7 separate regions of the Mus musculus genome follow, and all the other regions are linked to region 4. Evidence: chromatin contacts called from public HiChIP or PLAC-seq and Micro-C data. All regions are on one chromosome and are shown on one strand. The core of a region is the stretch at or near the end of the contact, and the rest is flanking DNA. Distances in the headings are between cores, read along the strand shown.

The links. Hi-C and Micro-C count contacts between places; a contact is called where the count stands out from the background. HiChIP or PLAC-seq counts read pairs in DNA pulled down with a chosen protein or histone mark.
Region 1: a contact with region 4 is called in an H3K27ac HiChIP or PLAC-seq map of microglia, with 6 times the contacts expected there. The contact joins the enhancer-like site here to the promoter of Rnf149 in region 4. A contact is called at or near these places in 3 of 39 promoter capture datasets (the C10 cell line, the HPC-7 cell line and neural stem cells), 5 of 484 Hi-C or Micro-C datasets (CD8 T cells, embryonic stem cells, erythroblasts and 2 more), 14 of 115 datasets of contacts at active chromatin or transcription factors (the HPC-7 cell line, the SCID.adh cell line, T-cell acute lymphoblastic leukemia and 11 more) and 3 of 9 other capture datasets (bone marrow-derived macrophages, embryonic trunk and macrophages).
Region 2: an H3K27ac HiChIP or PLAC-seq map of regulatory T cell precursor shows a contact between it and region 4, with 4 times the contacts expected there. The contact joins the enhancer-like site here to the promoter of Rnf149 in region 4. A contact is called at or near these places in 1 of 39 promoter capture datasets (embryonic stem cells), 9 of 115 datasets of contacts at active chromatin or transcription factors (the 230-238 cell line, astrocytes, bone marrow-derived macrophages and 6 more) and 2 of 9 other capture datasets (adipose tissue and liver).
Region 3: an H3K4me3 HiChIP or PLAC-seq map of the 230-238 cell line shows a contact between it and region 4, with 2.6 times the contacts expected there. The contact joins the enhancer-like site here to the promoter of Rnf149 in region 4. A contact is called at or near these places in 1 of 39 promoter capture datasets (hippocampal neurons) and 3 of 115 datasets of contacts at active chromatin or transcription factors (the 230-238 cell line, bone marrow-derived dendritic cells and thymic regulatory T cells).
Region 5: an H3K4me3 HiChIP or PLAC-seq map of embryonic stem cells shows a contact between it and region 4, with 2.3 times the contacts expected there. The contact joins the enhancer-like site here to the promoter of Rnf149 in region 4. A contact is called at or near these places in 3 of 39 promoter capture datasets (the 3T3-L1 cell line, the C10 cell line and embryonic stem cells), 2 of 484 Hi-C or Micro-C datasets (bone marrow-derived macrophages and cerebellum), 11 of 115 datasets of contacts at active chromatin or transcription factors (the 230-238 cell line, the SCID.adh cell line, bone marrow-derived macrophages and 6 more) and 3 of 9 other capture datasets (adipose tissue, liver and macrophages).
Region 6: a contact with region 4 is called in an H3K4me3 HiChIP or PLAC-seq map of bone marrow-derived macrophages, with 4 times the contacts expected there. The contact joins the enhancer-like site here to the promoter of Rnf149 in region 4. A contact is called at or near these places in 1 of 39 promoter capture datasets (embryonic stem cells), 5 of 484 Hi-C or Micro-C datasets (CD4 T cells, CD8 T cells, embryonic stem cells and 2 more), 14 of 115 datasets of contacts at active chromatin or transcription factors (the 230-238 cell line, the SCID.adh cell line, astrocytes and 10 more) and 3 of 9 other capture datasets (bone marrow-derived macrophages, liver and macrophages).
Region 7: a Micro-C map of embryonic stem cells shows a contact between it and region 4, with 2.7 times the contacts expected there. The contact joins the promoter of Npas2 here to the promoter of Rnf149 in region 4. A contact is called at or near these places in 3 of 484 Hi-C or Micro-C datasets (embryonic stem cells, muscle stem cells and uterus) and 1 of 115 datasets of contacts at active chromatin or transcription factors (memory CD8 T cells).

The regions. Positions count from the first base shown.
Region 1 is chr1:39,941,910-39,946,000 of GRCm38.p6, reverse strand. The region is part of intron 2 of Map4k4 (mitogen-activated protein kinase kinase kinase kinase 4); the gene reads right to left. Among named protein-coding and RNA genes, the nearest start is that of Map4k4, 43 kb to the right of the region's middle. RefSeq lists an enhancer at 1-391. Within about 2 kb of position 1,475, at least 107 of the 459 cell types and tissues checked have an H3K27ac peak or open chromatin away from gene starts, as enhancers often do. A contact at or near this core is called in CD8 T cells, the HPC-7 cell line, the SCID.adh cell line and 11 more, where this site is marked.
Region 2 is chr1:40,021,580-40,025,362 of GRCm38.p6, reverse strand. It overlaps Map4k4 (mitogen-activated protein kinase kinase kinase kinase 4), which reads right to left. Exons shown (of 32, transcript NM_001252200.1): 29 at 2,509-2,658; 30 at 1,844-2,003; 31 at 914-1,053; 32 at 1-734. The coding sequence ends at 651. Among named protein-coding and RNA genes, the nearest start is that of Il1r2, 61 kb to the left of the region's middle. Within about 2 kb of position 2,437, at least 46 of the 459 cell types and tissues checked have an H3K27ac peak or open chromatin away from gene starts, as enhancers often do. A contact at or near this core is called in the 230-238 cell line, regulatory T cell precursor and thymic regulatory T cells, where this site is marked.
Region 3 is chr1:39,865,461-39,869,436 of GRCm38.p6, reverse strand. No RefSeq gene overlaps it. Among named protein-coding and RNA genes, the nearest start is that of Gm35600, 15 kb to the right of the region's middle. Within about 2 kb of position 1,341, at least 96 of the 459 cell types and tissues checked have an H3K27ac peak or open chromatin away from gene starts, as enhancers often do. A contact at or near this core is called in the 230-238 cell line, where this site is marked.
Region 4 is chr1:39,574,649-39,578,849 of GRCm38.p6, reverse strand. Rnf149 (ring finger protein 149) reads left to right here and starts at 1,503. Exons shown (of 7, transcript NM_001033135.3): 1 at 1,503-2,023. The coding sequence starts at 1,576.
Region 5 is chr1:40,001,318-40,005,332 of GRCm38.p6, reverse strand. Map4k4 (mitogen-activated protein kinase kinase kinase kinase 4) reads right to left here. Exons shown (of 32, transcript NM_001252200.1): 16 at 3,742-3,903; 17 at 1,346-1,576; 18 at 420-526. Among named protein-coding and RNA genes, the nearest start is that of Il1r2, 81 kb to the left of the region's middle. Within about 2 kb of position 2,367, at least 47 of the 459 cell types and tissues checked have an H3K27ac peak or open chromatin away from gene starts, as enhancers often do. A contact at or near this core is called in the 230-238 cell line and embryonic stem cells, where this site is marked.
Region 6 is chr1:39,921,327-39,925,351 of GRCm38.p6, reverse strand. The region is part of intron 2 of Map4k4 (mitogen-activated protein kinase kinase kinase kinase 4); the gene reads right to left. Among named protein-coding and RNA genes, the nearest start is that of Map4k4, 22 kb to the right of the region's middle. Within about 2 kb of position 2,466, at least 163 of the 459 cell types and tissues checked have an H3K27ac peak or open chromatin away from gene starts, as enhancers often do. A contact at or near this core is called in the 230-238 cell line, CD8 T cells, the SCID.adh cell line and 11 more, where this site is marked.
Region 7 is chr1:39,193,005-39,197,040 of GRCm38.p6, reverse strand. It overlaps Npas2 (neuronal PAS domain protein 2), which reads right to left and starts at 2,769. Exons shown (of 21, transcript NM_008719.2): 1 at 2,299-2,769.

The DNA of each region.
Region 1 (4,091 bases), core at 226-2,725, 370 kb before region 4:
ACCACAACACACAAAACATCTGATTTACCATGTTCCAAGACAATGAGTTCTACCATCAAATCCACTGTTACATGGCAGACTGTTTTTATAAAGTTTTATTTTCCCATTTAAAATACTCAATGATCTGCCGGGCAGTGGTGGTGCACACCTTTAATCCCATCACTTGGGAGGCAGAGGCAGGCGGATTTCTGAGTAACAAAAAAATAAAAAATAAAAATAAAAAATAAATACTCAATGATCGGTTACTAGAACTGTACATTTGATTTACTGAATTAAAATTCTGGAATGAATTTTACACTTTGATTTTTATTATTTGCAAACAACAGATCATTATGCTGTAGATATGACCTACTCCCTACAGTTTTTATTACTTGCTAGGATGGTGTTCTCACAGACACAGAAACATAGTTTATTTGCAATGTTTCTGAAACTTGTAACAAGTATTCTAGAACTGCCAAGTGAGGATGATCTAAAAATAGGTTAATAGGTCATTATTCCAAAAGCACTCACAAAATAATACCCACAGCAACGAGTTTCTGACGTCACTTAACTTCATGAACTACTGCTGAAGGTTCCTTAGGCCTAAGCTTTCCGCTCATGTACCTTCTATCTCAAAGCTACACACAAATCCTTGTGCAGTGCTCTCAACAACTGAGACCTCAGAAGCTAAGCAAGCCCTGCATCTGTGTTCTCCATGAAATAAAATACAAAACTCACTACCTATGGAGGTATGCCTACAGCTTCAACAACACCTGGATAAAGTCAGTGCTAACACCAAGCTGCAGGCCTAAGGGATAAACAAGGCAGCCCTGTGACAAAGAGGATCACAAAGCACAAAGGACAGGGGCGTGGGGTCCCTCCTGACACTAGCACTACAAATGCCACTCCCACCGACCTTTAACCACTGAAGGATAAGTACTGATTTCCCCAGCTACAAACAAGAACAGGCTGGTCTATATTGCGTCTCCTCAGTTTCCAGATGTGATGTCAGCTACAGCTTATATTTAGGCCTATAATGAAACCTCGCAGGAGGGTCTGAGAAGCAGCACTTAGGGTCTATGATTTATTTTAAGATCAGAGTCTTCATGACCTCCTGAGGCAAAGATGGGTCAAACACAAAGAGAGGGGCATCCGCTGTTCTCATGATGTACAGGCAGAAAGCTGGCACGCCTTTCTACTGAGCAGATGCTCACCTCATTGAGCATCCTCAGCAACAAAAGGAAACTCGACTCTCTATCCCTTACACACACACACACACACACACACACACACACACACACACACCACCTCACAGAACAAAACAAGGCGACAAACACCACCTCCCCAAGACCAGCAACACTGAGGGTATTGCTATACTCCACGTGCCCAGAAATGCAACAGCAGTGCAGAGCCACTGTTCCCCAGCTCTATGAATAAGGCTCACTAGGACAGCCACTTCACAGCACAGCCAAGTGAAGAGGAACTGTAGCACTGGCTGGGTTTACTTCCTGCCCCTAGGCAGTCAACTAGGAAAAAATGCTAACTGTCAGTTAAGATGTGTGTACATATGACTCAAAGCCCCAAAATGCTCACAATGCCAATATTTTCACTCCCAACAAAAATGGTGGGTTATATTTTAATATTCCTTTCTTACTGTACAGAACTAAGAGCAGGCACAGTCAAATCTTCAGTGACAGCTCATAATGAAAAGGCCAATGGCCAATGAGAAAGCAAAGGTGGATGTATGAATGCACAAGGTTCTGTCAAGTTCTCTCAGATAGTTCTCCTTCCTCAGAGAGTATCCCTCACAGTAGTAACTAACAGCTTATTAATAAAAACATCCTTAAAAGTACTTTAAGGGAAGTGGGCGATGTGGAAGAAACCGTGTTTACTGGCCACGAAGGTGGGAAACAAGGAAAGGATGAAATGCAGCCGACTTCCATTATCCCTTTTACCAAACTCAGAACTCAGATATGGCTAAGCCTTCCTGCTGCACAGCTACATGGCCAGCATTCCTGCAACAGGCAGTTCTTAATGCAAACACAAATGCCCGTATACACATTTTGTCCTGTGCAACACGGACCCCGATCCCAGAAGAAGCCAAACTCAGCTACTGACTGTAAGGATGAAGAATACACTAGGGACCAGAAGCCAGGTCTGGGAGACATGATGCCCTTCAGCTCCTCCAATAGTGTCCTAGGCCCACCCAACACTAGCTGTGCAGACTTTCCCTCCTGCAGAGTCCTAAAAATGGAAAATGGGAGGGTGGGAGACAAACAGTGAAGAAGACAGGACAGTCTTCTTGCCAGGCTGAAGCACTTACTTTTAGTCCCTAGTCCTGGCCATGTGAATTCAATCTTTATGACAGACAGAAAGCCTTTACTAGGAAACCTACAAGAAATCTTTTAGGAAATTTTAGGCCAGAATACAAGAATTTTTCACTCTACTTAAAAAATACATATATATCAAAACAAATTCCATTTTTAGAAAGCATTTGACAAAATCTTGTCACTTTGTTAATCAAGATTCACAAATCTAGCACAGGCAAATTCCTCATTAACTTTTCTAAGCTAATACAAGATGGGGGGGTGGGGGGGGGACTAGCTGTCCATACCCTCAACTACCTCAATAGGTTACTCTAAACAGATAAAAAAAAAAGTACATTTTACCCTGCTGCTCGCTCTTATGACAACACACAACTCGGTAGTTATTCTCTGTCAATGTCACTGTATTATGTGGCCTCTTCTGGGTTTCTTTCCAACCCTCTTGAAAATGAATAAAGTAAGAGGCTCTCCCTCTCTTCCCACCACTGAGCCGCTGCTGAATGCTGCTGAATGCGCAAACACGGTGCTGTTTTTAGCGCCAGCCAAATGCCAGCCTCATTCTCCCACAGCACCCTCCTCGGGCTCTAATTCACTCTGCTTAGTGCAAACGTAAATCAACAATTCTAGCTCCCACAGAAAAACAGGCGCATAACCCAGAACCTGAAAGTGATTTCTCACAAATACACCAGCACCCAGTCCCTGGATCTGAGCAGCAACAAGAAGACTTACTGTTAACAAATCCCTGCACAGACTCTCAGTCACAGAGAGAAAACAAAGACCATGCAGATAAATAGCCAACAACGAAAACCAGCAATGTTGTTCAGGGCTAGGCACTCATGCTAGAGCCTGGCTCCTCTCTTGCTAGGACCACCCCTCTGCATCTGTGACCCCTGAAAGTCCACGGGAAAACTCCAGCAGGAGACAAGATGTTTGCTGAAGAGCAAACCATGCAGATGATTTCATTCTTTAAGCCACAAGAATGAGGGGACTTTATAAAACCCACAACTGATTAATTCCAAAGCCGCAGGAGAACACCTGTGAGTGCCGGCAATGTCTACAGTGAATACTGTTTAAATAGATTATCTGTTAGACTTGGGGATATTTTTACCAGGTTAAACACGACTCAGTGGGCATTTGTGGACAAAATGGCTAAAAAGATAACTAAGCTAATAAAAATGGCTCACACACTTGCTGAAATCCCTACAACTGTGTTTCCTAGGTCAGAGCCTGATGAGGCCACTCAATAACTTCATTTCTTCTCAATAAAAATAGATACACACACATACATACACACACACACACACACACACACACACACACCGCTAAATTCTCCAGGGAATGCATTTCACATTTCGACAGCCTCCTCCAGGCAGCATAACGAAAATGTTTGTGTGCAAAATACCAAAACACACTCAAACACTTCTATTTCAAAGACCTCAGATCACAACTCTGCCACCGACTAGCTCAGTAAAAAGTCAAACAAGCTTCATAAACAGCCCTAAGCCTAAGTCTCATTACCTAAGAACAAGAAAATAATCTGAAGAATAAACTGAGACAGTGTAAGCAGAAGCAAGCTCTACAACTTGTAGCATGCACAGAACACACAGTAAACGCTATTGTTGCCACAGTCATTTATGATGCAGACAGAGCCAGTATTGTCCAATGCTCTGTGCCGCCCTTGGTGCCATGACTCTATCTGCACAAGGCTGCCAAGGCTCCCTGTAGGCAGAACCTGGCACCAGGAAAAGCAGGACAGGGGCACTTTGGCTGGCATGGTTTTATAGACAG
Region 2 (3,783 bases), core at 1,188-3,687, 450 kb before region 4:
CCTAAGCCCCACCCACAAAAAAAAGGTATCCTAGTAACTGTGTCTTTCACATTTTATAAATATTAACTTCTTAAACCTGCACCTTCTTCTCTGTCCACATACTGTCACATTACAAAAAGAGAAATGTCAATTAAATACATTGTTAATGTTACTATATTAAATCTGTTCTCTGCTTCTGCAAGCTGCTTCTTACGCCCACTTTTCACTTCTTTGTGCCCACTGCCAAAGTCTGACGGTGCGCTCATCACACCCTTCAGACACCCATAGGACAGTCGCTCGCTCGCTCGCTCGCTCGGAGACGGCCTCCTGGAGCTGCAGGGAAGGCGCAGCGCTCGCTCGCTCACTCGCTCTTCCCGGTCTGAGTCCATTCCCAAGCACTCCTAGCACCGATGGTGGAGTCCAGACAGCACCAGCTGCAATGCAGCCTTGATTTATTTGAGAAAGGAAAAGGAGAGAATGGGAATAAACTGGCAAAAAGTGTAGGAGGGAGGGGAGAGGGCCCGACCCGACCCGATGCGACGCGCAGGTGGCCTGCAGACAGCTGTCCTGGCTGCACCAGCACAGCTCTGAGCTCCAGTTGCAAGGAATTCCAAGGTCTCGCTCAGGGTCTTGCCGACTCCAGAGGTCAGTGATCCCAGCTCACACTGCCTCTACCAGCTCAGAAGAGAAGTCCTGCCTAAGGTCATGAAATAGACCTGGCTGCTGCCACCAGAGCGGACGGAGGCAAAGAACACCTGCAACACAATGAGAGGACACAGTCAGCAGCCATTCACTATCTCCTGGTGCCCAAACCCAGATAGGCCCAAACAAAGTGTCTCCTTGGTTTATTTTAGAATGCATCATCACTGCCAGTGGACCACAAGCCACTGTACACAGCAGCCACAAGTGCCCAGACGCCGTAAGGGAGCCTTACCTTGTCATTGCGTTCACACAGGAACTTTAGTCTCTGAGCCCTTTTGTGCATAAATACACCATCCAAGTGACCAGTTTCCACAGATCGTATCTCTATTGCCTTCTCTCCCCAGCCCATTGTCTGATTCGACCGGATATATGCTTTGAGAGAGAGAGAGAGAGAGAGAGAGAGAGAGAGAGAGAGAGAGAGAAAGCATTAACGAGGAGGAGTCTTGACAAGCCACTTCAGATTCCCATGCACGGATGCTGAGTCCTAGCCCATGACGACTTGGTTTGCCAGGAGTTCTGCCTCAGTGCTAGGCATATCTCTGAAAGCCTACTTAACATGCAAGAGGCCCTGGGTTCACTTTACTCAAGTGACCAAAAGAGGGCCGTGTGCTGTCTGCCTGTTCTGTCACTGTGTAGTCATGAGTCAGTACCAGAACAAGTCAACTTCCCTGGGGTCTTTCATGCCACTTCTACAAACAGCCATGAGAGAAGGGAGGACGAATGGCGAGCAGACACACTGGGGACATAAGCACAGCCATGCAATGTCAGGCATCAGCCTCAGCTCCTGACCACAAAGCAGAAGGCTACTCAGGGGCCTGTGGGGCCTGGAACCCAGCCACTCAAGAGCAAGCAGCATTTCCTTCTCTGATTCTCTTCATGCCACACAAATTGGTCAAAAACAAAACACACACACAAACACACAAACAAACAAACAAACACCCCAAATACCTGCCCTTTCGGTAACTTAAGAGTCAGATTAAGAGGCAGCAAATGCACAGCTTTTAAAGTAGCCTAGAATGACTGGGAATTTGTTCCAACCTTCTCCCATCTGCTGATAACCACCGAACAGCCAGACAGCATGAGCAACATGCAACATTAGTACAACACACAGATGCGGTCCTAGTGGCTCCTCTCACGGATGCCTCGTCACGACGTGTCATACCTACAGATGTCGGCATCTCTCCCCACTGCAGAACCACGTCCTTGGTGATCCTTCCGTACGTGTTAACGTAAACCCCCTCGTCTTCGTAGCACACCAGCAGCTCCATCCCATCCGTGTTGGGGAGGATAATGATTGCATGGGGTTTGATGCTACACTGAATCTAGAGAACAAGAACAGGGAAGCAGGTCTGTGGTCATCTCTGGAGCTGTGAACGTGCTCAGCCAAGAATGTCCAGTGAATGTGGTAGTGCCGCACCCTTGGCCATCCCTACCAAACAGGCAAGAATCTTGGGAAGCCCATGCAATATACAACCCAGAGTCTATCATTTACAGGCTGTGTGCTCTGCTGATGCACGTGTTTGAGGTCCTGGGCACGTAAGCCGATGGCGGACTCATCTGAGAAACATTCCCAGCCCAAGGTGCTCTGCCTGACAGCAACAGTCCCAGCTCCATCCCACGTTAGTCAAAGCAAGTGCTAGAGGTCCTTCAGGGGCTTCTATGGTTCCCCAAACATGAAGCGACAGAAAACAGTGCTTCATTTAAATACTCACCCTACAGCACGGGGATGAGGAAACCCTGCTTGTGTTAGTCACTGAGCAGAGTAAAGGGGAAAGTGAAACCAAGTGAAGCCAGGCAACCAACCATAGAGTGTGGGTTCTTTCTTACATGTGTTGGTAGATAAATGTCATAGACTGAGCCTGAATCCACATCAACAGCATGGAATCCCGCACAGGATCCATAGATCACTTTCAACCTCTGGCCTTCCTCCACAGTGAGATCCACCAGTAATGGCTTATGTAGCAGTTCTCCAAATGACTACAGAGGGAATCAAGACAGAAGCAGGAGAACAAACTTACACGTCAGATGAGGAGCGAGCTGCAGGCATTTGATTGATCAAGTGGATTGCTAACTAGCATCTGCAAGGCACAGCTTCCCTCCTACCTAGCTGAAGAATGCTCTGTCCTATCCAGTTGTGTCTTGATTAGAACAGAAGGCAAGGTCAACAACAGCAAGAACGGGTACAGTACAGGGTTCGAACACTCTGAGCTGCTGTAGGGATCAAGGCACCAAGACTCTGTCAGGGTTGGTGCTATGAGAGTGATAGACTGGAGCTGTGTGACTAGACTCAAGCTGCAGTCAGTTCTTCACATCAGCACAGTTCTTAGGTCTGGGGCTCTGAGCTCCAGCAGTGGTATAAAGTAACGCTCACACCAGTATCTAGCACGTGGGAATATGAATACCAGACCCCAGAAGATGATGTAAATGATTTTATAACTTACTGTCTTTTCTCAATAATACTAGGACTTACCAAAAATGGTAACCCTCACTCTGACTCCAAGGGGAAACCAAGCAGGAAGTACCCTTTAATTCAAATTTCCCAAGTAATTGAAACTTACTCATTCAATAAACTATATCAAAATTGTTTTAAACACAATCATTTTAGATGAAATTGTTTGTTTCTCCTTACTCTCTGCTACAATGTTCCTTGATTACTGTTAAAGTTCTATACCTCAAAATAGAAATAACTATTATATCTATCTAATGCTAGAACAGTAGAAATTTTAATTAAGAATTTTATACACTGGATTTAGGGCAATCCCTAAGATAAATTACTAAAAATACACAAGAACGCGGAGCCTGTTAGTTCTCTGCAGTTTGGGAGTTGGATATATACAGACTCTGACAGCCTAGCACTGTTTCACATGCTCCCTCCTACGCCACACACCAGAGCGAATGAGACCAATTATGAGTGCCTGTGAACTCACAACCAAAACAGTCCCAAGTTTAGCACAAACCATTTTTCTGTAAATATCACAATTTTGTCAAAGTGAGTTTTTCAAATTTATATGAAAACAGGACCATATTATACATATTTTAAGTCCCTCCTTCCATTTAATGTATAGTATGTATTGCTTATATCATTAAAAGCCTGTAATTTAT
Region 3 (3,976 bases), core at 92-2,591, 290 kb before region 4:
TGGCACGACAGGAGCCAAATGTGCCACATGTGACTGCCAACGGATGTCTGTGAGGCCATCAGCCTCAGCCCCTGGGCCAGGGCCAGGTAGGACCTCGTGGAAGTCCCACAGTGTAGAGCTGGACTAGAACCAGGGCAGTCTTCAGAGAAGCTAGTCTAGCTTCTTACTGATTCCAGACCCAGCTACAAACTTAGTAGCTTAAAACAGTTCCAAAGAATTATCTCACACTTCCGGAATTCAGGAGGCCAAATTGATCTTAATGTAGGAGGAGGAAATTGAAGCATTCACGAGGCTGGCTCCTTGGGGACTTAGGTTCAGAGGCAGAGGTGAGCAAGAGGGATGGTATTTTGTACAACCTGCGCACTATCTTCCTGACACTAGAGAGGTAGTGACTGTCTTTTGAGTTGTAAAGTTCTACAAACAGAGCAAAGTTTAAAGAAGATTAGCCTGGCCGGGCTGTGTGTGAGTAGGTGGAGATGGGGGAGGGGTGCTGGAGAGCAGGGAAACTAGTGAATAAACAGAAGCATGGGATGTTTTGTTTCAGAGGGAACAGGCAAAGAAAGTGTCTGGCAGAAAACACCTTGTCAAGCAGAGAATGTCCTCAAAACATCACCAATGGTGCTAAACAAAACATGACCACAGTGGCTTAAATCGTTTCAGAAAGAAACATAATTTCTGATTTTATTGGTTTATGTACTCGAGGAATTTGTGTAATTGAAGGGTCTGTCCAATGACTTTATTAATGCCTAGCTCTGTTACCCAGGAGTGCATGTTTCTCTGAAATACACTGCATACGGGAGACACTGAAACCTTTCCACTTGCATCAGGTCATTTTCTAAGCTCAGCCAATGACTCTATCTGAAGGAGTATGGTGGCCCAGGTATTTGAATGAACACAGATAAGATGTAAGGCTCAGGGGCCATCCTTCCAACAGCCTGGGTTTTTAGCACAGGAAGTTGTGTTGTTTATCATCTGCCCTTCACCTTGAAGAGAAAGAGAGAAACAAGCCCGGCTCTTACTTACCAGATGGCCCTCTCTCTGTGGCTTGGGTGCCATCTGGAATTGGTTTTGATAAATCCAAACACTAGAGCTACATTATCTTTCTAGCTAAATATATCAGGTAGTTCATTAGCCTGGCAACCTCTGCCTTGCTTTCACTAGCTAAACAAGATAGGACTGGAGACGGAGTGTGGGTTTTGTTCACCAGGAAGCCACTGAAGAGAAATCACTCTGCCTTCAGTGACCTCTAGAATGATTTCAAAGATCCAGAGGCCAGCTGAGTCCCTGAAGGGGTGTAGACACTGCCCTGGGGACCTGTGGATAGCGGCATCTGGCAGGATGCGGGCGGGGCTTGGCTGTGTTTCTGATCCTGGGTTATTACTCAAAGCACTCCAGTCTCCGGACACCTAAAGACTAAAGGCAGCCAGAAACTTTCCTCCTTCTCTTTAGAGGATTCTCATCTTTGCATTTGTGCACATACATAAAAAGGTAAAAGTAAAATCATTTTCCAAGCTTGGAACAAAACCCCAGGCCTGCCTCACCCAGCCTTTCCACGGCTCGCTTTCAAATGTGTTCCCAGCTCCGCTGCTTCTTTGGATTTTTTTCTTGTCTCCCTATTTTGGTTGTGTGTGTGTGTGTGTGTGTGTGTGTGTGTGTGTGTGTGTACATTCAGGTCCATGTGTATGTGTGTGTGTGTGTACACATTCAGGTCCGCGCGTGTGTGTGTATGTGTGTGTGTGTGTGTGTGTGTGTGTGTGTGTGTGTGTACATTCAGGTCCATGTGTATGTGTGTGTGTGTGTGTACACATTCAGGTCCGTGTGTGTGTGTGTGTGTGTGTGTGTGTGTGTGTGTGTGTGTGTGTGCACATTCAGGTCCATGTGTACACTTATGTGTGGTATGTGGTGTGAGTATGTGTGTGTCTATGTGTGTGTGTATAGGGCAGAGGTAATTGAAAGGCCCCTTCCGTTTTATCTCGCACTTTGACTTTGGAGAGAATATGGAAGAGAGCCTTGCTCACTGAGCAGGAAGCTCAGCCATTCGGACAGCCTGGCCGGCCAGTGAGCTCTAGAGATCCATCTGTCTTTTTCTGCGCCTCCTGTGGCACAGACCAAAGAGTCCAGCTCCTCCCTGGGTGCTACTAAGGCTCTGACCTGCTTAGTAGAGAGCACTTTCCCAACTCAGCCATCTCCCTGGCCCTGCATCTCCATTCTTTTTAAAACAAATGTTAAAGTTTGTATATGTGCACACAGACAGCCTGGTCTCCAGTCGAGCAAAGGTCTGGAACCCCGGGGACCTGTGAGTGGTGATTTCCATCAACATGGGACAGAAGGTGTTAGATTATGTCTCCTGGACCCCTGGTTCCTGTTGAAGTTACTACCCCCACAGCCCCCGCAAGAGAGGTGTGTGACTATCAGTCACATAGATAAAGCCCCAAGCTTCTGGCATTCTGGCTAGACTCCACCCCCACAGTTATCTGACTATAGCCAAGTATGCTCCTCCCCACAGTTACCTGGTAGCCCAGCCCACTATAAAAGGGGCTGCTTGGCCCCTCCTCGCTCTCTCTAAGCTCTTACTTTGCTTACTATCATCTCTAGTCTTCCTTCTCTCTCTCTCTCTGTCTCTCTCTTCCCCCCCTCTCTCCACGTGGCATGGCCAGTCTCTCTCCCTCTTTTTACCTTCTCTCTTTCTCCCTGCCTTTCTACAATAAGGCTCTAAAACCATAGACTGTCTCTGCTGATCAAGGCCCACTGTGCTTGAACGATGAGATAGGCTTTCCCCTAAAGACCTACATCTAACTTCTCCCCAGAAGGCCTTCCTGCACTCCAGCCACAGACCAAACCAAGGACTTTTATCTGCTTGGGAACCACCCAGCACCACCTCTCTCCCTGCCCTCTCTTCCCTTCAGCCCCGGGGCTGACTGAGCCGTCCCTGGGGCCCCCATTTTGTTCTCAGCTCTTCTGCGGTGTCCAGCGGCATCTGGGATCCCCGAGACTGAGAACCTGTTATCTCTAGCTTCCATGAGGCCTAGAGACCTAGAACTTGTCCACCCCCTTGGACTGGGTCCTGAGCTTCCCACAGCCAGACACCTACCCGGGGCCTCGTGGAAAGCCTATGGCAGTCCTCCTTCGTCCACCAGCCCAGAGCACGGGAACTCTGGCAGGACACAGGTTTTCTCCCACTCCCTTTATTCCCCCATGCCCAGCGCCCAACATAGGGGTGTTTTGCCTGAATGTATGTCTGTGTACCACATGTGTACAGTGCCCATAGAGGGCAGAAGATGCCTTGGAACTGGAGTTAGAGATGGTTGTGACCCACCATGTGGGTGCTGGGAATTGGATGCAGTAACTTTAAAGACTGAGCCTTGTCTCTAGCCTGCATGTGTCCAGACTTTTTAAAAACATACTTTTGGTACATATCTTTATGTTTCCATTTTACGTCGCCATTTGTTCAGAAGGAGAGAATCTGCTCTCACAGGTCACAGGCTCCCTCTCAGTGTGGTCCTCTCCATCACTCAACAGCAACAGTGAAGGTTTCCATGTCTATGGAAATGGTCCTTAATGCTCAGCTCTTCCCTGGGCCGTAGTTACTGCCTTTTCTTTATTCATTAAACCTTCATTGCCCTTCCTACAACAATAATATTTTGTTTGTTTTCTGGAAACAGGGTCTTACTTTGTACAGTCTGTAAGGCTGTCCCGGAGCTTAGTATGTAGCTCCAGCTCGAATTCACACCAGTCCTCTACTTCAGCCTCTCGAGTACAGGAATTTCAGGTGTGAGTTCCCACGCTTGACTCAATAATCTTTTGTGTTTAGATTTTTATGTGCCAATTGGTGATCTACCCTTATTCTTATAAATATCTCCAAATAGCAGTTTCTCCTTTCTTTGTTCACATAGTAAGTATTTATTAATAGTAAGTATTTATTAATATTGTTTTCCTTTGGAGAGACCCCTTCTTTAATAGTCTGTCCTTCTGTCTG
Region 4 (4,201 bases), core at 254-2,753:
AACTACTTCCTGTAATTATAAACTCTTGCACAAAGAAGGAAGACTAGTGAGTCAATCAGAAATCAAAGCCCTGAACTTCATTTCCAGCTCCTTAGTGGTTTGTTTGGTAGAAATAAAGAGACTGACGATGATTTCACGAATCACACAGTTTATTGCCACACAAAGGGGACTTTTGGCATTTGCTCACACTGAGTAAAGAGGGGGAAACAACATGAGCAAGCCTCACAGGGAACATGGTTCAGAAATGCGGCAGCACAACGGCATAGTGAGTGAGTTTTGAAATCATGAGTTCAGTTGCTCCATCAGAATCGAAGCAGGCCTCTGCTGAAAGTCCAGTGTAATTAAAGACTTGGTGTTCCTTTATAGAACTGGTTCTCAGGAGAAACTGGTTTGACCAATACAACAGAGATCTGTGAGGTGACCTGAGGCCCCTCAGATAAAAAGGATAATATAAGTCAGGCTTAGGGATGAGTTGAAGGTCTGTCACAGTATATGCCTGTGTGTGTATGTCTTCAGAATAGTGCCTAACAATGTATAGCTATGCATTAAGTCCATCACTTAAGTGTCCACTTCTTAGGTTTAAATACATTTTGATATTCAGTAGCTCATATATGAAGAGGTATTTTAAATGTCTTTTGATATTTGGTAACTCGGGTGTGATGTCTCCTCAGCGTTATGGAGAGATCTCCTGTGTTTATTCGGGTCTAGTCAGACTTCACATTCTTCAAAGGAAATACCTTTCAGGTTCGCTGGGGTTGATCTACCAGAGCATCTCAAATCTCAGCTCTACTCAAGATTTTACCGGAGCAGAGTTACCATACTTGCATTTAACTATGTTTAGTGTGTTCAGGATCTTTTAATGGTACACTGAAAGTATCCACCCACTGTGTTGTCGAAGGACTATCTATCAGCCACCATTTACCTCCAAACAAATCCTTTCCCCTTTTTCCCCCCTTTTGATTAATGTAGCACCTTCGTCTTCGTCCAAACAGAGGCACACATAAACTAAGGAGAAGGAAGAAAGGGCTCGAAGGCAACCATTGAGAAAAGAGCAACAAAGAATTTAATATATTACAGAGTTTGTAACAAAAGGCATCTGGACAACTTGACTTAGTGGTTTTTGTTGTTGTTTGCTTGTTTGTTTAAGTGGTTTAGGCAGCCAGGCTTTTGCCGCGTGCCTTGCACAGTCAACTCCACCCTCTGAGAAACTTTACACAACCGCAGTCCCACGCTGGCCGACCCGGAGCGCACAAACTTCCCCAGACTTGGGGACTCTGGCAGCAGGGTTGCACAACTCTCTGCAGCATCTGCAAGCTTCAGCTCGGCCGCCCACAGCCCTGCGGCACAGACCCTGGCGCCTGCGCACTCCTCACGCCCGCGGGCAGGGCCCCACCCCTTCCGTCGCCACGCCCCGGTCACGCCCCTCCAGGTGCGCGTGCGCCGCGGGTCCGCCCCCGCCGCGCTCGGCGGTCTCTCGCGAGCCGCCGCCGTCTCCTCAAAGCTGTGGGCCAGCCTGGAGTGAGTCGCCTCGTTCTGACTCGCGCTCTTCTTCCTCAGTAGCCCGGCCGGGCGGCCATGGCGGCGCGGCGGCGGCCCGCGGCCGGCGTGGGAGCCCGGGACGCACTCGCGGTGCTGGCGCTGGCCTTGTGTACTCCCGGGGTGGGCGGCGGGGCGCTCGAGTGGTACTCGGCCATGGTGAGCATCGAATACGTGGACCCGCAGTCGAACCTGACGGTGTGGAGCGTGTCGGAGAGCGGCCGCTTCGGAGAAAGCTCGCTCCGGGAGGAGAGGCAGGGCCTGGTGGGCGTCCCGCGCGCGCCCGCGCCCGCGGAGGGCTGCGCGCCCGACACGCGCTTCGTGGCGCCCGGCGCCCTCGGCAACGCGCCCTGGGTGGCGCTGGTGGCGCGAGGCGGCTGCACCTTCAAGGACAAGGTGCTGGCGGCGGCGCGGAGGAACGCCTCGGCCGTGGTGGTCTACAACCTGGAGAGCAACGGGAACGCCACCGAGCCCATGTCTCACGCGGGTGAGCAGGCCGGGCGCTGGGCCGCTGGCCGCGGCCGGGGCGAGCCTGGTGGTTCCCCGGGTGGTGTGGAGAGGGAAGTGCGTGCACACGCTGCAGGATCGGAGCTTCACCTCGGGAGGGTGAGAAAGCTGGGAAGGGCCCTCGGCCGGGGAGTAGCAAACACACCGGTGGCAGGTCCTACGGAGTTCAGTAACTCTACAGATTCCCGAACCCGGGTCGCTTCCTAAGGTCGGCTCACGGACTCCCAAAGTTGGTTGAGTGGAGAGTGTGTAGGAGTGGACGGCTGGCGCCGCCAGGCTCGCATTGTCTCTTCACCAACCTAAAGTGGCTACTCGATGTGGTTTCTTCCTCTCGATGAGGCGAATATGAGTGTTTTCAAAACCCTGGATCAAAAAACCTGGGTTTTCTTGCTGTAGTTTCTCTCTCGACGCATGTAGGGTGATCGCACTAGCTCCTGGTTTGGACAGTTTGAATTCAGATGAATTTTTTTTTTTAAACTGTTTTCATTGAAGGAAAGAAAGGCCTTGCTACCTCTGTCAGGAGGCCACCTCTAAACACGCTGTTCCAGGGGACAGACAAGGATGAGTTTGCAAAATGTCATCCTTGGGACAGAGTTCTCTCCGGGGACCCAGAATTTGATTGTGTTTCTCTTGTGCCTTCTAAGATCACATTAGCTTTAGGCATCACACGGTTGACTCATTCTGAATTTCCTGTGATTAGGGTTTTTAAGTTTCTGCTACTAGCTAAGACATCTTTCTTCCTGTACTGCATTTTTGTTCTCGTTCTGTTTTGGTGTGCATGCGACACAGAGCTTATAAAGACAGAAAAGTGACCTTGGGTTTAACCATTTTTTTTAACGCGGTTGGGAATGATGGCCATTTGATGACAAGGAAGTGAGCTACGAGTACAGATCAACTCTTTTTTTCTTGGTTGACTCCAGATTAGGAGAGAAATGGGTATAAATTGCAGAAGCATAGCAGGGTGAAGTAAGAGAAGGTAAGGAACACTTGAAATGGTGTGAAAGTAATCTGCTAGAATGGAGAAATGTCCAGAGAAGTCGGGTCTTTAAGAACTCAAGAGTTTGTTGGCTGTGGACCACGGTGGTGGGTGAGAATAGACCGATGTCCCTGCGGTGGTGTTGACTCAGGCAGTTAGTCCGCTGATTGCAAATCAGCCTAATTGTCACTGTCCACACACCATCTTTCCACAAGGCTCCTGAGAGATCCTAGCATCCCAGATATATGTTCCCAAGTTAAGTTCTGTCAGCGAAGATAGGCCGGTGTGACTCCTCGATGTTGGGTGTGTACATGTGTGGATGCACGCACATCTAATGTAGACCGTTTTCTTTTCAGTGACAAGCTCATTACCCTACAATTTTCTAACTCTACCCTTCTGCATTTTTTGATAATGACATTGACATCCTACCAAGCAGACACCTCTTGTTCTAAACATGGCTCAGCAATCTTTCTTGTTTATATTGTTGACATATAATTTATCTGGACCCAGGAAAACACCTCAATCATGTTGACTAGAATCTTCCTTTGGAGGGACACTTCCTTCCCCATTATTTGCCTTCTTTCTAGTTTTCTTAGGATAATAATAGTTGCCGTTTTTTGTTTTGTTTTATTTAAAGGGAGGATCATTACCTTTTGGAAAGTTCATGAAAGTACCCATGCAAGTGACTGAATCTTCCTGGAGTCCCTTTAAGTTAGATCCCTAAAGAAACATGCAAAAGCCTTTTAAAACTTGGTCCTTTATTACTTGGTGACCTACAGGATGTTTAGCTACATTCCTGCCTTCCCACATTCTAGAAGTTTTCCCCACACTTGTAACAATCAGAAATACCTTGAGATTTTGCCAGAACTACAGGGAGCAACAAAATTATCTAGCATTTTGAACCACTGGCCAAAGGAAAATTAATTTGGTAGCAGTGTGACTGATAAACAGGAAAAACTAGAAATAAAGTTAGACCCTTGATCTTCAGCTGTAGACACTGCAAAGATGGGGAAGTTAGCTCTCATAGAACTTAGTCCATTTGGGTACCAGGTATTGATAATCTGGCACTTGAGAAGAATTAAGATGGGAGAAGCCAGCTTTGACAGACCTTATTTAAATTTGATTGAATATCATTTTTTAGAGCCACTGAGGCTGTTTAGACTTAGATTGGTTTCCTCCGTT
Region 5 (4,015 bases), core at 1,118-3,617, 430 kb before region 4:
GGCTAGCATGGTAGTCTATGGCAGGTTGTGAGGGAATACTAACTTGGCTGTGATTTCTTTTAACTCAGTCTAAACCCTCACAATTTCTTCTAGACTAAAAACCTCTCTCAAATTATGTTTCTTAGAACCTGTTCTCAATTCTCCCTTCTCTACCTTTACAGAGAAATATAGTTTACATTTCAAAATTACAATACACATCAAGATTCAAATCTGCTTCTCACTACTGATCAATAACGCTGCTGCTGCTGCGTGTGTGTGTGAGTGTGAGTGTGTGTGTGTGTGTGTGAGTGTGTAAAATATGTCACATCGGTCTAGAACCTCAGTGCTAGAGATGCACATTTCTGCAAACAGACAACAGATGACTTTCTGAGAGACTGGGAGCCACAGCACATCTCCTCCTGTCAGTTCTCTTTTTTTACCTGGTGGAATTTCTCTGTCCTGCTTGGCTATTCTGCTGTCCACCGCCCTGCAGTGGGGAATCCCGACGGGAGAGGACAGGGGAACGAGAGGTCGTTCTCACGGGAACCTTTAGGTAGGAAACACAGCAGTTAAGACAGACAACAGAAGAACACCACAGCTCCCCCCCAGCCCCCCCTCCTCACAGTACACTTTATAACACAGCCTTCCTCAGTCCGGAATGCCTGCCACGAAGCTAGCTCTTCCCTTTCCCAAGCCTCCCCTGCTCCTGCACGATCCAGACAGCCTGGCCCATCTCTACAGTCCTGTCATGCTGAAGTCATGTTTGGACTGAAGCGGGTGGCAGAGAGCATACAGCAGCGCTTCCCTGAGATAGTATGTGAGAATCACAAAAGTAAGCTCAAAGAAATCCAACAACGGTCTACAAATAGATCAGCAGGAAGCAAAGACTGGCAAAGAAGCGAGAAAATATTCAGAGGAAGCAAATTCCAAGTGGAGGAAAAAATAAACTGAGATGTGCCTTTTAATCCTCATGTACTATTAAGTACAATACGCTCAACTTTAAAGTAAAAAATCATGGTCTTGTTAATTTTTCCTCATAAGATTTTTTCTTAAATTCTTGATGTCATGCACAATAATGGAGAGCTTCTGTACACATTTATAATTCTACTTATTTAGAAGCATGTTGCTTAAAATTTTTTCCATAAATACTTTTTATTAAACTACGTTTAAAACCAGTCAATGATAAAAAGCTAACTAACCATTGGCTAATTGTAACTGCTGAGGTGGGGAATGGCTTCCCTCCCTGAGAAGTCATTTGAAACTTCTGGCCCTTTAGCCCTGATGAAGTAAGTCACTGTTCCCATCATCACAGCAAACAGTAAGTTTAAATAAAGAGAAAACAGCGCGTCTGTCTGTCTGTCCTTACCCTTGGAGGCACCTCGTCACTGTCTGATCTAGACCAAGCCTTTTGGGTGGGCTCGGGCACCTCCGACTTAGAGTCAGAGCTCTGACTGAGCCCCTCACTGCGGGAAGGTGGACATGGGTCCTGAGAGCGGAGATGGTGGTGTGCGAATTTGGGAGAAGGGTCACTGAAGGAATGGGATCTCGAGACAGGGGAGACATTGTTCTTGAGAGATGCCAGGTGGGACCACTGTACCTTACAAGAAAACAAAACACAAAACATTCAATGCGTTCTGCATACAACTAGCTTTTCTGGTCAACACTAAATCCCAAACAGGAGGTGGGTGTGAGTCGGGGAGGCATAGTGTCAAGCATGGAGCAGCCAATAGGCTCCATGCTGGTGACAGGCAAGAGGAAGAGCAAAGGCACACGCATAAGGGAAAGTGCCCAGACACAAACTGCAGACAGCAGTGAACAGGGGCATGCACAGACCCCCGAGGGGAGAGTGATACATGCATGTCCATGTCAGCACAGAGAGCTGGGGACCACATGACAGAGACACTGCTCATCAGCAAACCTCCCCACCACCTCAGAACCCTGGGTCTGAGAATCTTACTGACGGGACTTATTTGTGCGTGCACACACACTCTTCCTATTATGGGACTGTAGCAGAGAAACTTAAGAACAGCCAACTTTTCAAGAATACCAATATTTTTTTCTCCCAATCTTAAAATGTTTTAGACCTAGCTGAGTTTACACTCCTAGTTATGAAAAAAGTGGGATTAAAATTTCTTTACCAAAATATCCAGTACCAAGAAAGCCCAGGCTGACCAGCATCAAGATACTCTGGGCTGACAGTAGGAATATGCCTTTGAAATGAGAACTCAAGGACATGACAATTGGCCAAGTGAATTTCTGCAGTCACTTTAAAAAAACATCCTCTCAGAACTCTATAAACTATTTTAGTAAGAGGTACCTGTACCTCACTGCTGGAGAATAACCAACCACTAAGGCGGTTATGGGAGCTGTAACTCAGCACGCACTAATCAATGTGTCTTGTGCTGACTTGCCTGGCTTCTGCAGGTGAAACCGGCAGTTAAGACCCAGTGCATAGTCTCTGTGGCTCACAGGCAGATCCAAAGAATCCTAGCTTTGGTACAATTCCCATACTACTAAAACATCTAAGTGTTCACTGGGAGAGCAACCAAACGGATGTGTTACCAAATAACGCTAAGTGGGACTCAACGCTAGGAGCCACACGAGTTTCCCTCCTGCAGGTGAAAGCTTGGGGCAAGAACTCTGCAGCGGAGGAAGAGAGGCTGTCTGTCTCATCTCCTCAAACAGAAGCTTCTCGAGCCTGCTGCTCAGAGGCAAGTTTGCCCTTGTGTTGGGTTTAGCTCTCAGGACAACCATGCTTCTCACCAGGAAACAGGCACTAAGTGGAGCAGCAAGTGGCACCTGGCCCTTCCCACTGCCTCTGCTGGCATTCTCTGGTGTAGCTCTCTGAAGCTCTCAGCTGCTATATCTGCATAAACCCCACCCCCTGTACCTCAGATTTGCTCAGCTCAACCATCCCCCAGGAGGGTTGGTTACTGCAGAACACATTCAAATTCTCATGTGACTGCATCTGTCACAGAAGGGCCATTTCTTCTCAAAACCACCAACTCTTGTCCTAGGTGACATGCAAACACCAGGGCCGACCGAGTACAGAAAGCTCAGAGAAGTGTGTGAGGCAGAGCAGCATGGAGGAGTGCCTACACACCCTCAGGGGATGGGTGTGTCTGCCACCTACTGTCCTTTCTAGACAAGGCTGCTGCTTCTCTTCTGAGCACTCAGACAAGACAGACTCTGGGACAGACTGAAGGAAAAGTCATAAACTCTGTCCTAATCTCTTACAGGAAATCAATATTCAACCCACTAGGCATAACCTGTGTTCAATCTTGACAGGTTTGAGAATCTGGTTTTGTATTTTAAAACAACAAACAAACAAACAAACAAAACCAAAAACCTTTTCCCAGGAAATTTACACATTCAGCCAAATAAATAGGAGCCTGCACAGAAATGCAAGGCCACCTTTAGCGTCCAAAGGTCCTTCAGGGAGCTGGGACCACAGACACAAAGTACTTACTTCAAAATGTTCAGGTTAAAAGTTCTCTTCTAACCTGCTTATACAATAAAACCAACGTTCTAAAAATATAATTTAAAAAAGTATTTAAGAGGAAGGAGGGACTTCACATCTGAGTTAAGGAGGGGGAAATAAAAGTATTGACTGGAGATAGCCATAATGAGTTCAATAAAAATCTTAGACAACAAAACAAACAAACGACAAGCCTCCTCTCCCTACGCTGAATGCACGCCTCCTGTTCACACCAGCTGTTGAGACAACGGGCTACACGTGGCACAGGGAGCTACTGCTGCTACCTGTGGCTCCGCTGGTCTCTGCAGGGCAGGGTGCACAGACTCGGAGTTGCCATTGGAAAAAGACTCTGACCGGGAAGGCACGGGTGGCTCCAGTCCTCTGCCCGTTTGCTTAGCCTGGGCCTCAGGGGAGCTGTGGTTAGTCTTTCTAAATCTATCTTCCACCTGCGTCAGAGAATTAGAAGACACGGCTCCATGTTAGTAGGAAAGGAGAGATGAGGAACATGTAAGAGCAAGACAACTGAGAGAAAATGTGTTCTATTCAGCTCTGAGAAGA
Region 6 (4,025 bases), core at 1,217-3,716, 350 kb before region 4:
TTGACCTGTTAAGGTGTCTCAGAGGCTGACCCTGCCAAGGGGCTTGCCTCCTAGGTGCTGACCTGACCATTAACACCAACTATAGCAGTGATGACTAATGTCATTTATAACAACTCAACTGTGTGGAAAGCTTGATTTAGTCCACGGTAGGAATCTGCTTCCTTAGTGCTGTGAGAGCCTATCCTGTCCTCAGGCTGGAAAGGTATGGATGACTACCACTTACTTCCTCACTCTGCATAGAGTAGAAAACATGTCCTGCATGCTTTTGGAGGAAGAGGCTGTCTCTTACTTGGGGTTTCTATTGCTGCAATAAAACTCCATTACCAGAAGCAAGCCGGGGAGGAAAGGGTTTCTTTGGCTTACACTTCCTCCTCATGGTTCATCATAAAAGAAAGTCAGGACAGGAAATCACACAGGGCAGGAACCTGGAGGCAGGAGCTGATGGATGCAGAGGCCATGGAGGGCTGCTGCTTACTGGCTTGCTCCACGTGGTTTGCTCACAGGAAGACAGCCTTGGAGTCTCCTCCAAGTGGAGTTACAGATGGTTTGGAGTCATACCTGGGGGTGGTAGGAACAGAACGCAGGCACCAGGCATACACATGATATACATACATACATGCAGACAGACACTCACATAAAATAAATTCTTAAAAAAACCAAAGAAGCCAGGCAGTGGTGGCACATGCTTTTAATCCCACCACTTGGGAGGCAGAGGCAGGTAGATTTCTGAGTTCAAGGCCAGCCTGGTCTACAGAGAGTTCAGGGACAGACAGCTACATAGAGAAACTCTGTCTTGAAAAACTCAAAATAAATAAATAAATAAATAAATTGAAACAAAAAAAAACCAAACAAACAAAAAAAAAAACACCAAAGAAATTAAAGCCTAAAAATTAAAACTGATTTTAAAAATTAACACTTATTAGCGTGCCTACAGTTAAAATAATAAGAATAAAAATTTTTAAGAGAGGTTGCAGCTAGGAAGGACATGCAGGACAGAGCCACATCCTTAAGATGACCAAGGGGAAACTCAGCAAACTCTAGACCCGAAGCCACTTTGTCACAGGACAGCCCCGTGACTAGCTGAAACTCAGCTGTATCTTCTATTTCTTGCAGTCAAGACTATCTTACCCACAACAACATTAAACAAACATGAAACAATCTTGGCAAAAATCACTGAAGTGACTGCAAGAATTTTTAGTTAGTCAACAACTTTGAGAATTTTTAGAAAGGAATGTATCTTCAAATAGCTTAGCAGTTTTTCTCTTTACTTCAAACCACTAGTTTGGAAACTCCGGAAAGTAATTTACTTCAGATAAAGCTATCAGTGGGAAGACAAAGATAGTTCAATCAGAGGGGGAGGGGCGGCATTCACACTGGGGCGAGAGTCCCTCTGCCTCACAAGGTCTTAGGAATTTCTAAGAGGTGAGGGAAGCAGATTCTTATGCACCATTCCCCACAGACATGCAGATCTCTGCCATGCAGACCTTTGCAGGAACTAAGAGCGAATCTGCTTCTTCCTCAGTCTCCTTCTACTCCTCAGGCTCTTCCTGCCTCCCACCCACTTCTTCTGGCACCTGTATTCCCACAACCTGGTCTGAAGCTTCTCTGTCAATGGCACCTTTCCCTGACTGCTTTCCTAGATGCAAGAAAGAGCACGCGATCAAAACGGGGACGGGTGTGCATGAAAGTCTCGCTTCTACCTGCCCACCCTTGCTGACTCAGAGCACAGCTGTAGTCTGAAAGCTGTCACCGGATGGCTCTGCAGCTCTTCCACACCACAATGGCCTCTTGTGTCTCTACTAGGAACCCTCTACCCTGGGCCAACTCTGTCGCCCTCACTCGGAAGGCAGGCCTCCTGCTCATTCTCTCTCAAACACTGTTCCTTCTCTGCTAGATGTGCTCTAGCAACCAAAATGGGATCCCGAGTTTCAGCAACTGCTACCAGTGGTGGCAAGGAGGCAGCGGCATGACTCTGTACTCCCCGAGGGGGGGGGGGGGGGGAGACCCCCGACCTTGGTGAAACTGAGACCTGAGCAGCCATAAAGCCCCCTACCTGTGTACCCAAAGGTCAGATGTGGCCATCTCAACTATCCTGTCTCCACTAAGTCCTAGAAAACCTAGAACCCTCACTAAAAGCTACAATCTATTCACATCATCAGTTTGCGTGGCTTCACAAGACACTTCATCCTGCACACATGAGATACAATCTCAATCCAAATCTGGCACTGGATTAGGTCTGCTCCAATGAAACCCCTAGGCAGTCGCCTAGCCTGCAACACGCTGGGCAGACTTCAACAATCTGCATCCTCAGTATTCACGGTGTGGAAGTACTTTGACACCATGGAGGAAGAGTAGACCCACGAGTCCCAGGCCCCACCCAGACCTACTGAATCAGAGTCTACTGTAGCTGTAGCTGAGTTCCTTTTCAAAATGAGCATTATTTAGAGTGAGCCCAATCTGATTGTTCTCCTAGACAGCCAACGAGGAGCCTGCACACTGAAAGCTGGGTGTATTTGACTTCCTCTACAGAGCCGGGCTCTCATTTCCTGTTGAGCTAAGAAAAGCAAGTCTAGCTAGCATTGCCAGGCATGAATTGAGGCGCCTTAGCGAAAGCAAAGGTTCCAAGCCATTTGGGTCACTCTGCTATTGTCCTACCTCCTCATGCTCATCTGCAAATACTGTAATTAATGGTGACTAGACTTTTGCTAGAATGAAGATATTTTTATTAGATATTTTCTTTATTTACATTGCAAATGTTATCCCCTTTCCTAGTTTCCCCTCCAAAAATCCCCTATCCCCTCCCCCTGCTCCCCAACCCACCCACTCCCATTCCTGGCCCTGGCATTCCCCTATACTGGGTCATAGAACCTAGAATGAAGATATTTTTTAAAGGTCAGTACTATATCCCCCACCTCAATCCCCCAACATTCAATATCTTCTTTAACATTACTTTAAAAGAGAAAAAAAGGGAGGAGAAAACTAATGTGACCAAAAAAGACTATGGTGTTTTAAATGTTTGTCAACCCTATCATATACCACAACACTTCTAGTTAACTACCAGGTGACACAGCAGTTGCTGAGGGGTTGGAGCAGAGAGGAGGAGAGCCACTGTGCCAGCATGGACCCAATCCACGGCCTGATGATGATCATGAGAAAGCAAAATGACGTGGCAAGCCAGTAAGCTTGGAGAGCGGTTTTCACCCAGGAAAGGCACATTTACTCCCTGTTGCCTTAAACCACATAAAAGCATGGAGCTGTGTTTGTCCCTTACCAATTCTGTATCTGTATCATCTAAAATAAGCATCTGGCATTAATGTTGTGAGTGAATATGCCACCTACCTGATTACAATGCCCACTATATTTGCTGTTCATTTTCAGTTAATAATGCATTAGTACTCAAGCAGTTTTGGGGTGTGTGTGTGTGTGTGTGTGTGTGTGTATTGTTATGGGGCAGCTGAGTCTCTCTCAAAATTCCTAGGTGAAGTCTTACCCTACAATAGCTTGGAACATATTGGTTAAAATTCAGAGTCCCAATCCAATCTGACAGATTTCCTTTCAGGAGTAGCAAACTCAACCGTAAAGAGAAACACTAGGAAGGCATGAGAGGAAAAGTCACAGGAAACAGAGACAGTGAGCCTCCACAGGGCAGGAAGACACGAAGGCCTCAGGAGCCCAGTAATGTCCCTCCCACAACCTCTAGTCCCATTTCTAGGACCCAGGAAGCCAGCGCTGCTGTCCAGCCTCCCAGGCAGTGGCCTCACGATACAGTGGCCCACGTTATGGTGGCCCAAGCGAACGAGCACAGGATTTGCTTACACACATCTGTTCCCCTACTTCTTGAGGCCTCACGCTGTTATCACATTCTCTGAATGGTGAAAATCGTGAACCAGGCTAAGCATGATGTCACATGCAGAGAATCCCAGCACTTGGGAGACTGCTAAAATTCAAGGCTAGCAAGGGCCAGCAAAGACAATGTAACAAGACTGTCTCAAAGGAGTAGTGCTGGGAAGGATTATTAGTAAATA
Region 7 (4,036 bases), core at 1,520-4,019, 380 kb after region 4:
TGTATCTGAGAGTCTGCTTGTGTGTGGCACTGAAGCTTCGGCCCCACCCCCAACCCCCAGTGACTCACTGCGCTCCGATTGCCCCTCCCCTTCCACCTCTCTGTACACACTGTTTATTTCACACCCGAATAAAAGAGAAACTCTCATTCCTGTTCTGAATCACCAAATGGAACTAGACACTCTGACCTGCAGACACTCAAGTGGCCTCTAGGGGAAATCCATCTAAGAAATGGCTCTTCGCTTAACACAGCATGTGGCCCTTAATAAAAAAAAAAAATTCAAGTGAGAAACAGCAGGGTCTTAGCTAAAGTTTGCGTGGAAAATGTCTCTGTTACATGCTCGTGTTCAATAAATGTTTCCCCGTGTACTTAGGAATTATTAATCACTATCTGACTTAACACAGGATTACTCATAGTTAAGTACCATATTAGCACTCAGAAACCTAACCTTGGATAGTGATTACCGACAATCCAGTTGTTTCCCAAACCTATTTATTGAGCATCTACTGTGAACATGGCCTCATGGTGATGAGAGGAAAAGATTGGGATGTGACAGTCCTCAACTTGTCTTTGCTACAAACAGCATGGGGGCGGGGCGGGGGAGGGATATGCTAATGAAACATCCCTGTGAGCCAATGCGGCTTCAAGTACCATTTTCACTACGTAAATGTGAAGCTCCATTAGACACTTGCTATGATGAAGCCAATTAAACTGTTAGAGTAAAGCAGCCAAGAGGACTGACTCACTAGGCTATTTTCAAACCCTTCACAATTTGACCTCTGCTGGGGGAGACGTTGCAGTGTGTGTGGGATCAACCAGAACAGCCTGTGGAAAGTTCACAGTGGCTCTTGGCATCCAGGACAAAGCACACGTGTTCTTGTTTTAAAAATGCATGAAGATTTAGCCCTTTGGCTTCTGAGGATTTACTATAAGGAAAATTCTGGACACACACACACACACACACACACACACACACATAGATCATATACCCAGAATGTATGAGAGAAACCTACGTATTAATTTAGCCTGAAGACATTGGCACTTGAGAAGTAGCTACTAATATAGGTTATCAAGATCTAAGACAGACGCTCCCAAAAGATGGATTTAAATTGTGATTTGTTTTTACTGATTTCATTGTTTTTTACATTTTTATTACAAAGCAGCCAGAAACATAAAGCAGAGACCAAATTGTTACAAACAACTAGGTAAGTTAAAAAAAAAAAAACACCAATTGTTTTCTATATAAAGGTCATCTCTTCAGCTACCATGTGAACATCTATCATACCAGGAAATTTTCCTCTCAACACACTCATTGCAATTGTCTCACTCCATTCTCCAGGCATGTTTAACCCTTGGGCGTGTGTTGTAACATTTTATTAATAATGTGCTTTCTCTAGAGTATATCCTCTCCTACCCCTCAAGATGTAACTCTAGGGAGTAGTTGGAATAAAAACCTTTTCCACATCTGCACAGCGGGATGACCTCCAAATAAATAGAGGTACGGGTTTCTGAGGGGAAATGGCAAAAGAGTAGACTGCTGGGAAACACCAGTACCTCAACTGGTTCATATCTGTCAGTAACGAAAAATTTGCTTTGTAAAATAGTGGCCCAGATCGCAATATCTCTTTTAAAAACAGGATTATATTTATTTAGGGGCTATTTAAAAAGAGATTGGAGGTTATTTCTGGCAACGTTTTCCTTCAGAGAAATTTTAGCAGCAGGAAGGAAGATCAAGCCAGTATTTGCTCTTGAGTCTGAAGGGTGCCTTCCAGGGCTGGCCGTTTTTCATGCAAGCCATAATTAGTTGGCCAGTTCGCTGGATGGGGACTTCTCTGTGAAGAGAGAGACAGGAAGGTGTTGACAGAGCTGAGTCCTGCCAGGAACTGCTTCAGGACTAACTACCTGGAAAGTCCAAATGGGAAATCCCTCCTATAAAAGAAAACCCTATTAAGGATAATAGAGTTCTAGTGATTGAGACAGACTAGCTGTCTCCGCCGACGCAGTTAATAACGACTCAATATTCACCTGTAAAGAAGCAAGCTAACCGCGAACTAGGGGCGGATCCTAACGCAATGGATAGAGAAAAAAAAACCCTAAGCTGGGGCCTCTAGGACCCTTGCAACACCTGTTGAACGCTACAGCCTACAACTTTACGAACTAAAGACTCCCGGATTTAACCTTAGGAGATTCTAGAGTCGGTGGAAATGCGCGTGTATGCTTAAGGTTTCCATCTTGCCTTGTCAACAAAACTGGTTACTAATTATTTATGAACCACAGAGCCGAAAACAAACTTTCTTACCTTAAGCAGTTAAGGAGAGGCGGGCAGAGGGGGGAGGCTGGCTTTGAATTGAGCCTCTTGGTACCTGTCCCTGCCCCCTGCTTCCCACCCTAAGTGGCTTTTTAGAAAAGTCAAGGTCGCACCCCTCCTCTACTTGGGGAGGGGGCACACCTCCCACTAAAACAATGTTGTAGCATCCAACCCGGGGAGTCCCAGGAGCGCAGAGCTGTCTAAGCACAAAGACTGGGCTTTCAGTCCAGCCCTAAGCCAAGTCAGACCCAGGAACGTAGTGACACAAGGGCCCGGCCAGGCAACCACACTCTCCAGGCGTCCCGGGCTCCCTACGCTTCGGGATGCCTGCGGTGGGGCTCTGGAAGGGCAGCGGGCAATCTTGAAAGCTTCTGTCCGGGCACGCAGTACCCCTCTAGCACCCTCGGAGGACCCCCGAATCCCGATGTTTGGGGTGCCTAGTCCTCTCTCTTGGCGAGCAGCTCCGGGAGCCCACCGTCTGTCTGGCTGCAGCGGTTGGCAGGACCCGAAGCCCAGGGCGGCAGGACCCGGAGTGCGCAGGACTCACCTCCCCGCGCCCCAACCCCCGGGTGCCTGCGCTGCGCAGCCTCGCGCGGTGTCGCGCCCGAGCGTCCCTCCCTGCCCCGCGCGTCCCCAGCGCTAGCGAGCAGGTGACCAGAGCCGCGAGCCACGCGCACGTATTCCCACCCGAGATCGTGCGTCCCCAAGCGCGGTGGCCTCTTACCTCCGAGCGGGCCGGGGCGGCCCCGCCAGGCCGGGCACCGACTGGGCCGGGGAGACGCGCCTCCCGCCGCCGCGGGGAGCCGGGGCGGCAGGCGGGCTCGGGGAGCTTCTCCCGGGCGGCGGCGGGAGGCGCTGCTCTCGCCGCTGCCGCCGGGGTCTCGGGGCTCCGCGGCCGCTGCGCGGGTCCCTCGGGTCCTGCGGAAAAGCCCGCCGCTCGCGCCGCAAACTCTTGGGCGCGTAGAGCTGGGGACCGCCGCCACCTCCCCGCCCCGCTGCCGCCTCCTCCTCCTCCCTCTTCTCTTTCTCCTCCTCCTCCCGCTCCCCTTCCTCCTCCTCCTCCTCCTCTTCCTCTTAAGCCTCCAGGCTCCGGCGGCTACCCGCTCCCCCCACCCCCCTACGGTCCAAACCCAGTGTGAGCCGCGCACTCAGCGCGTGCCGCAGGGACGCGGACCCTGCGACCCCCCGGCGACTCTCGGCGGGGCAGACACCGGTGCGCCCCCAGGGCCTCTGCGAGTCCTGCGGGGCTGCTTGGGGAGGGGGGTGTGGGGGTATCGACGTGGGGGTCCGGCCAGTCTGGTCCGGACTGGGCGCGGTGGAAGGGGGAGACTGTGCTTAGTGCGGAACCTGGAAGAGGGGAGGCGAGCTTGACATTTGAGGAGCTGCCGGCCAGGGTCCTGCTAAAGTTGTCACTAGGGGGGTAGCAAAGAATCCGTGCCCCGGGTAAATGGGAATCATCTCAGTGCCCACTGCCACTGTGCTGTCACGGGGTGGGGGTGTTTGCTAGAATGTGATTGTCTTGTCCCCCTCGCCCACGCCGACCTCTAAGGGCAGGCCTCTGCGCTTCCGTGACTCAGGTTACTGGGGACGTGGGTGGGTGAGGGAACACCAGGTGAGAAGAAGGGTCCTGGGATGTGAGAGTGAACGCTGTTCGTGGAATATAGCAGCGGTTGCTAGGGAGGAACGCTCGGTGCCTCCTCCAGGGCGAGCTTAACTGGTCAGGAAAATG